2 separate regions of the Macaca mulatta genome follow, and region 2 is linked to region 1. Evidence: chromatin contacts called from public Hi-C data. All regions are on one chromosome and are shown on one strand. Each heading gives the region's core, a stretch centred on a gene start, on an enhancer-like site or on the middle of the called end of the contact. The rest is flanking DNA. Distances are from core to core; before and after follow the strand shown.

Evidence for each region. A called contact is a pair of places that touch in the nucleus more often than the background predicts.
Region 2: a Hi-C map of fetal cortical plate shows a contact between it and region 1, with 2.9 times the contacts expected there. The contact joins the promoter of ATG10 here to the promoter of SSBP2 in region 1. A contact is called at or near these places in 3 of 14 Hi-C or Micro-C datasets (fetal cortex germinal zone, fetal cortical plate and liver).

What each region holds. Positions count from the first base shown.
Region 1 is chr6:88,061,342-88,064,980 of T2T-MMU8v2.0, forward strand. It overlaps SSBP2 (single stranded DNA binding protein 2), which reads right to left and starts at 1,916. Exons shown (of 17, transcript NM_001260682.1): 1 at 1,730-1,916. The coding sequence starts at 1,791.
Region 2 is chr6:88,280,361-88,283,741 of T2T-MMU8v2.0, forward strand. ATG10 (autophagy related 10) reads left to right here and starts at 1,530. Exons shown (of 8, transcript XM_078004955.1): 1 at 1,530-1,583.

The DNA of each region.
Region 1 (3,639 bases), core at 666-3,165:
ACAAAATCCTGAATGCAGCTCAGAAAATCTCTTGGAAAAAAAACAAACCAGCCTCTCTAATTTTTTGTTTTGTTTTGCTTTGCTACATCAAGGCCTGATACCTCTAAATCCTATGGGAATTGAGTGTGTTGCTGCCAACACAAAGATTAGGAAATGCTCCCATCCCCAGGGCACACGAAACTTTCAGGGGGAGACTGACTGCCTAAAGCAAGGAGGGAAACTCAGTCGCCTGCGCATTCGGTTTTTATTTACGCAGCTATTTCTGTGCGCAAGGTAACCAAAGTACCTTTCAGAGATGCTCTCAGACTTTTTCTCTGGTCTGAACCCCCTCAGAAAGACGGGTGCGTTCAATGACAAGGATAACCCTGACCCTCAGAGTTTAAGTGCTTACTGGGAATCACCGATCTGTTGCACAGTTTTAAAAAATTAAAAAAAAATAAAAAGGAGGGGGGTTCTTCCTCAGTGGTCACAGTCACTATTCGTTCTCATTTTTAGTAACAACCAAATCACCGTTACAAGTGCACAAGAATAGCAGCAAACCGCTCTGCTTTGCAGTGTGCCGTGACAGTGGTATCCCGGGCCGGGAGGGGCTCTGTTCTCGCCAGCCGCCTCTTGGGCTCCCACCGAAGTTAACACCTGTATCTCCCCACAACTGTAACCAAGCGGCTCCTTCCCACCTGAACGCTTCTCCCCTCCCACAAACCCCTTTTCGGACCACTGCCCCTCCCCGCCGCAGCTGCCCTCCTCGGGCGCCCCCGGCGGCTCCCACAACTCCCCTCCGCGCGCCCCCGACCACCGCCCCGCCGGGCCCGCCCCTCCCACCGCTCGGGGGCTGCCAGCCTCACAAAAAGTTCGCCAGCCGCCGCCGCGGAGTTGGGTCCGCTGCGAGAGGCAGAAACGCCAGCCTCCTCCAGCGGATCCTGCTCCTCGTCAGCACACTTTAGCTCCCCGGGAATTCGTCCCTCTCCGACTCCCAAACTTCTGCGGCGTCTCCGGCGCCCACCCGCCCCCGCCCCCGCCCCCGCCCCGCGCGGCCCGAGGGACTGCGGGCGCCGAGTCAGTAGCTGCCCAGGAAAGCCCGGACGCCCACCCAGCCCACGCCCTCCGCGCCCCGCGCGCGTCTCCGCGCCCCGCGGGGCCCCGCTCGGCCGCTCCACGCCCGGCTTCCGCCCGCCGCGCGCCCGGCACCGCCGCCCTCGCCTCGCCCCGCGCTCGCGGCCCTGAGCCCCAGCGCCCAGGCCCCCGCCGCCGCGCTCCCCGCGCGGCCCTCCCCGACCCCGGCCCCGACCCTGGCCGGCCCGCCAAACACCCACATTCCCACCGCACGCCTTCCTACACGCAGCTGCCCCTCCCGCCACCCCCGGCGGCTCCCCGGGTCCCCGGAGCCCCGGACCCCAGCTCTAAAGTTACTTTGGAAGGTGAACCCGCGGGTTATTTCCCTCAATCACCCAAACAAGTTTCCATCCTCGCCACCAGCACCACCGCCGCCCCTCAACACACCCGCTCCCTCCCGCCGACAGCCCCCTGCGGCCGCCCGCCCCGCGCCCGCACCTCCAGGGAAAGCGCCGCTCCCCGCACCACACGCCCCCATCGCGGCACCCCTCCCCCTGCCAGCCCACCCCCGGCGCTCCCCGGGCGGAGAGTGTCTGTGTCTCCCAGAGTGTGCGAGTGCGTGCGTGAGTGTGCGCGCGTGTGAAGGCGGAGGTGGGTGAGAAGCGGAGACACTTACTTCTCCCGGGCCTGGCTGTCGGACGGGACGGCGCTGCTGTTACTCTTGCCTTTGCCGTACATGCTTGTGCCGAGAGCAGCTCCCACTGTCACGCACCTGTCAACCCATCACAGCCTCCCCGGGAACAGCCCCGTCCCCATGGCGACCCACGCAGCCACCCCCACTATTGGCCGCCCCACGCCAAAGCTCCGCCCCCTTCGCCCAGGCAACGCGCGAGACTGACAGGCCTCCCCCTCCCTCCGGCCTTCCGAAGCGCGCGGTGGCGGCTACAGCCTCAGCGGCAGTCTCCTCCCTCCTTCCCTCCCTCCCCGGCTCCCTCCCTCCCTCCTTCCCTCTCTGCTCTCCTCCCTCCACCCGCTCTCCTTCCCCCTCCCCCCTCCGAACCCGGGCGCAAGGGGGGAATTAGAAACTGCTCTAGAAGGATTTTAAACAACTGGCTGTTCTCTCTGCCGCCACCCCTCCCCCCGTGCCGCCCGCGCTCGGCTCCTCACTGGAGAGAAGGCGCCGGGAGGAGGAGAAACTGCGGCCTGGAGTCTCCGGCCGGAGCCGGCGGAGCTGGAGCCGTGGCGGCCCCAGACTTCGGGGCGCCCGCCGAGTCTACAGACAGAGCCACGGCCCCAGCCGCCCTGGGGCCCCGATCAGCCCCTCTCCCGCTTCTCTCCTATGCGTGACCCCGCGCCGGTACCCACGATTGATTTCTGCCGTCCTCAGCCCTACCCCCTGGGTTGTCGCCCCCGCCTTGTTCCCAGAGGGCCGGCTGGCGAGAGACACCCGCGCTATTCCCTCGACCTTCTGACTGAGCGGCCGGTAGCGACTCGCCTTCTCTCCTGGGGAAGGACTGCACCTCCGGCCCTCGGCGCCGCTGCGGTGGCGGCGCCCGGGGCCGCACCCTACGCCTCAGGGGAGCACCCGGCCTGGGGTCGGCCTCCTCTGTAAGAGGTGAGCGGACCTCCCGAGGAGGCCCGGTGACTCCTGCGGCCGCAGCGGCCCCTGCCCTAACCCCTCCTTGCACGGAGCCCCGCGGCGCCCTAGACACCCCGCCAGATCTGCCGCAGAAGAGGGCCCCAGGCTTCCCCACCCGGCCTGGTTTAACAGTTTGGGTCGGTGATGGCTATTCATCCTGACCCCTGGAGTGGAAAAGGCCAGAAAAGGTCTTGAAAGACTTCCCTGTCCTTGCCCGTTAGAATAGGCCCCAGGGCGCCCCAAGGTGTACAAAGCTGTGCCAGGGCTGAAAGGCTGCCCGAGAATGTTTCTGTATCCAAATCCCTAATCCCATTTCAGTAAACGCGCAAAAGTTTCAGAAACACACACAACCTGGTTCCCAGTAGAACTCTGCATCCTTTATGTTGTTGAAATGTTTGTAAAATCAGACGGGTGCAAATGGGGTTAGAAAGAAGATGGGCTTCACACGGGGAAGAAGGGGACAGATGGGGGTGGGACAGGGCGACATCTGGAAAGGATGAAAAGACAAGAAGTAGCTATGGGAGGAGAGGGAAATAGGATTCGCGTGGAGGAAAGTACAGTTCTATTCCACACACATACAGCTTTAAGCATTTAGTAGTAGGATCATAAAATGCATATGGAGATATAGAGATAGATGGAAAGGAAAGAAATGGGTGTGAGCATTGACAGAAGTGATAGGAATAAAACATCAACACAAGATTAAGGAAGGGCAGTTAGCAAAAATGAGAGGTCGAGAATCAAAAATGGGGTTGGCAACCAAACATAAAGACGGGAAAATGAAGAGGACGTAGTTTCTACACTGGTGTTAAGGAAAAGGAAAAAAACATGGGGAAAGGGAGGTATAAAAAGATGAGAAGACTAGAAGATACAGGATTAAATGAAGAAGCCATAGAATGTGATAGCAAAAGATTAAAAGTAGTAGAGGACAAACATTATCGTTAAAAAAA
Region 2 (3,381 bases), core at 280-2,779, 220 kb after region 1:
AAACATTTTTGTAGAGATGAGGGCTCACTGTGTTGCCCAGGCTGGTCTCAAACTCCTGGGCTCAAGAGATTCTCCTACCTCGGCCTCCCAAAGTGCTGGGATTACAGGCGTGCGCCACTGCGCCCAGCCACATTCTTGTTTTCATCTGTGAAATACGTTTTTAAGGTAAATACTTAAAGTTGATGGAGATACCTGGTCTACTTAAGCTCTCATTGAGAACACACTGCCTTGTGCTTTTAAAAAAATTAACTGGATAATCTAAATTGGCAACTACCAATTAATTTATAGCCATAGTTGCTAAAAAAAAGTTAGTGTAAGTTCATTTTTATTAGTCGCACCATTTTGAGTTTTAAACTATTTTACATAAAGTAAAATTTATACCTCTTACGGGTTTCGTCAAACAGTGGTTTAGTCACCAACACAATCACGGTATAGAAGCTCTCAAGCACCTTTCTAGTCAACCCCTTCCTCCAGCCCTTCACCCCGGTCGCCACTAATCAGTATCCTGTCTAAAAGGAAAACTTGTTATTTGGAAATAATTATAGACACAGGAAACTGCAAAAATACTACAGCACCTAGAGTCCCGTGTACCTATCACCTAGTTTCCTCCAATGATGACATCTCATACAACTGTAGTACAAGATCAAAACCGTATCATGTAGTTTGAAGGCAGGTTTTCCTTTCACTTCTTCGCCTGCATTTTCTCCTTTCATTTCCAACACATTTAACTCTGTTGTTAGAAGGAGCAGATGCTAGTTTTCTTTCAGATGTCTGCTATTTCAGTTCGATTACCCCTGTTACTCTTACATTTTTCTAGTCTTTATCCCCACCGTTTCGCCCCAATTTAATTTTGCTGCTAGTTTTTTTTTTCTCCTCTGGTATATGTGCCACAGATGGTACTATTGTCAATATTCGAATTCCTAACTTCTCCCTCCATCCGTAAGTTTTCAAGGGGTAGCCATGCTTGTGCTTAATTGTGGTGTTTACAGGACTTTTTGTAGTGTGTGAATGCTGGCACGGCTCTCCAACCTCTTAGGGGGCTGCTAGTAACCCGCTCCCCACTCAACGAGCCGCCTTTGTGCTCCGCGGAGGGCACCGCCTGCGCTGGGTTGGAGGTGGGGGTGGGGGGGATGAGAGCTGCCCGCGAAGCGAGGGGCGGTGCCTTGGCGGCAGTGGAAGCGGGCGGCAGGGAAGTCTCGCTTCCCTCCTCTCCACCCACTCCCAGTCCCGGCCTGGGTCCCAGCCCCGCCCCTGCCCGGAGCGCGCGGCCGATCACGTCACCGGCCTGCGCTAGGCGGCCCACAAGGCGCACGGGAAGGCGCAATGCGCACGCTCCGACCCGGCCGCTGGCGGCTCTGACTGAAGGAGGCCACGACCACTTCTGGTTGGCCTCGGGGCGCGCTGGCTTGGGTCTTCCTCCGTCCTCGAGGCCCCCGTAGTCCCATCATTCAGCCCCCTAGGGGCACCGCCGCGGCGGTGGCCTCGCAGGGCGCTGGGTTCCACTCTCCAGCTCTCCTCCCCCTGGCCCCGTCGCCCCGCCCTCGTCGGGCTGGGCTGCGGGGTCAGGGGCCGAGCGGAGCGGGGTGAGTATTCCCACAGCCCCTGCTGGTCGCCGCCTCCCGGCTCTGCTTCCCACACGGTCCTCGCCTTACTCCTAGGACAGGGAGGAAGGGCTCGCGCGGGTAGGCGGGACACAGCCCAGTCCTGAACAAAAGGCCGGGGAAGCGGGTCCCCGCCGGTGAATTGCGGGCCTGTGTTGGCCGCCGCGCGCGGGGGGGAGCGGGGAAGGGCGAGGACACTCCCTCCCCGGGACCCAGTCCCCGTCGCGCACACGGTGTCACCAGCACTCCTGGCCCAATACCCAATTGCTGCAGCACCCTCGAAGTGGGTAGTCACTACCTTGTGTTTAAAATCCACATACTGATAGCAAATCTTTGGCCATGTGACGTTGAAACAGTATTAAATTATTGGGGTTTCCGGTGGCTGAGTCCAACTTAATTTGAAGTTTCACATTCATCAAGTATCAGGAGGAATAACTTGGTATTTAGAGCCAACAGGTTTTTCTTTTTTTTTTTTTAAACCTCCCAAAAAACCTATAAAATCAAGAATTGCCGGGGAGGGTGGGAGAATGATAAAGGAATAGTTGACTGATTTATAGAAACTTTTCGTGGTAAAAATTACAAAAGTATTGGAAATAAGGCAAAAGGATGACAGCATGTTTTTTTCAGAGTCAAAATGGAGCCTGTTTAATAGGCCCACCTGAAGATGATTTAGATGTCTAGGGGAGTGTATTTTGTTTGGCATGATGATATTGATTAGGGCCTAGGCTTTGTAGTTCACATCTTTTGGAGTAATGGAGATGCAAATTATTTGAGTGGGATAGAAAAAAAATACAGTACTCCTAAAGGTTGTAGTTCTATTGCGTTGTAGGATATTAACCATTTTTCTTTTTTCTTTTTTTTGGAGACAGATTTTCGCTCTGTCACCCAGGCTGGAGTGCAGTGGCATGATCTCGGCTCACTGCAACCTCTGCCTCCCGGGTTCAAGCAATTCTCCTGCCTCAGCCTCCTAAGTAGCTGGGACTACAGGTGCCCGCCACCATGCCCAGCTAATTTTTGTATGTTTAGTAGAGACGGGGTTTCACCATATTGGACAGGCTGGTCTTGAACTCGTGATCTTGTGATCCATCCGCCTGCCTCGGCCTCCCAAAGTGCTGGGATTACAGGCATAAGCCACCGCACCCGGCCGATATTAACCATTTTTCTATCTAACCTATCAAACTTACCTTTCTTCAGTGTTTATGCTCAGTTCCTGAAATGCTTTTGAGCGCACTAAGCCATTCAGCTTGCTCCATTGTGAGTTTAATAAGTCTTTGTCACAGGTTCATTTTGAATCATATTTATAACTTTTGTTATTGGACAATGGTCACTATTCTTTAGTGGCAAAAACAAGTTTATGCTTCTCAGGATGGGAGGACATCGGCCCTGTGTGGTACTCAAATACATCTTAGGACCCCAAGTAGAATCCTTTCTCATTGCTTCCGAAGGGTTAAACAGTGACCAGAGGAAATGTTACAGAACCTTGATCAAAAAATAAATCCAGAGTATTGAGAAATTAAAATTAAAGTCTTGCAGATTGCAGAGTTTAAAAATTGTTATTGATATTTTAAATTGAAGAAATTAGTGGAAACAGTAGTTCTAAACTGCATTCATTTGAATGTGGAGTGTTAAAAGATTATTTCCTCTGTCTCCTGCTTTTCCCTTGCCACCTCCTGTTTTATTATGATAAGGTTAACTGAGATTTTGCTACATGGTGGGCCATTCAAGTTATGTATAATGTTTTGTGACAAACTATATGTTGACAGTAGTTCCTGATGCCTAA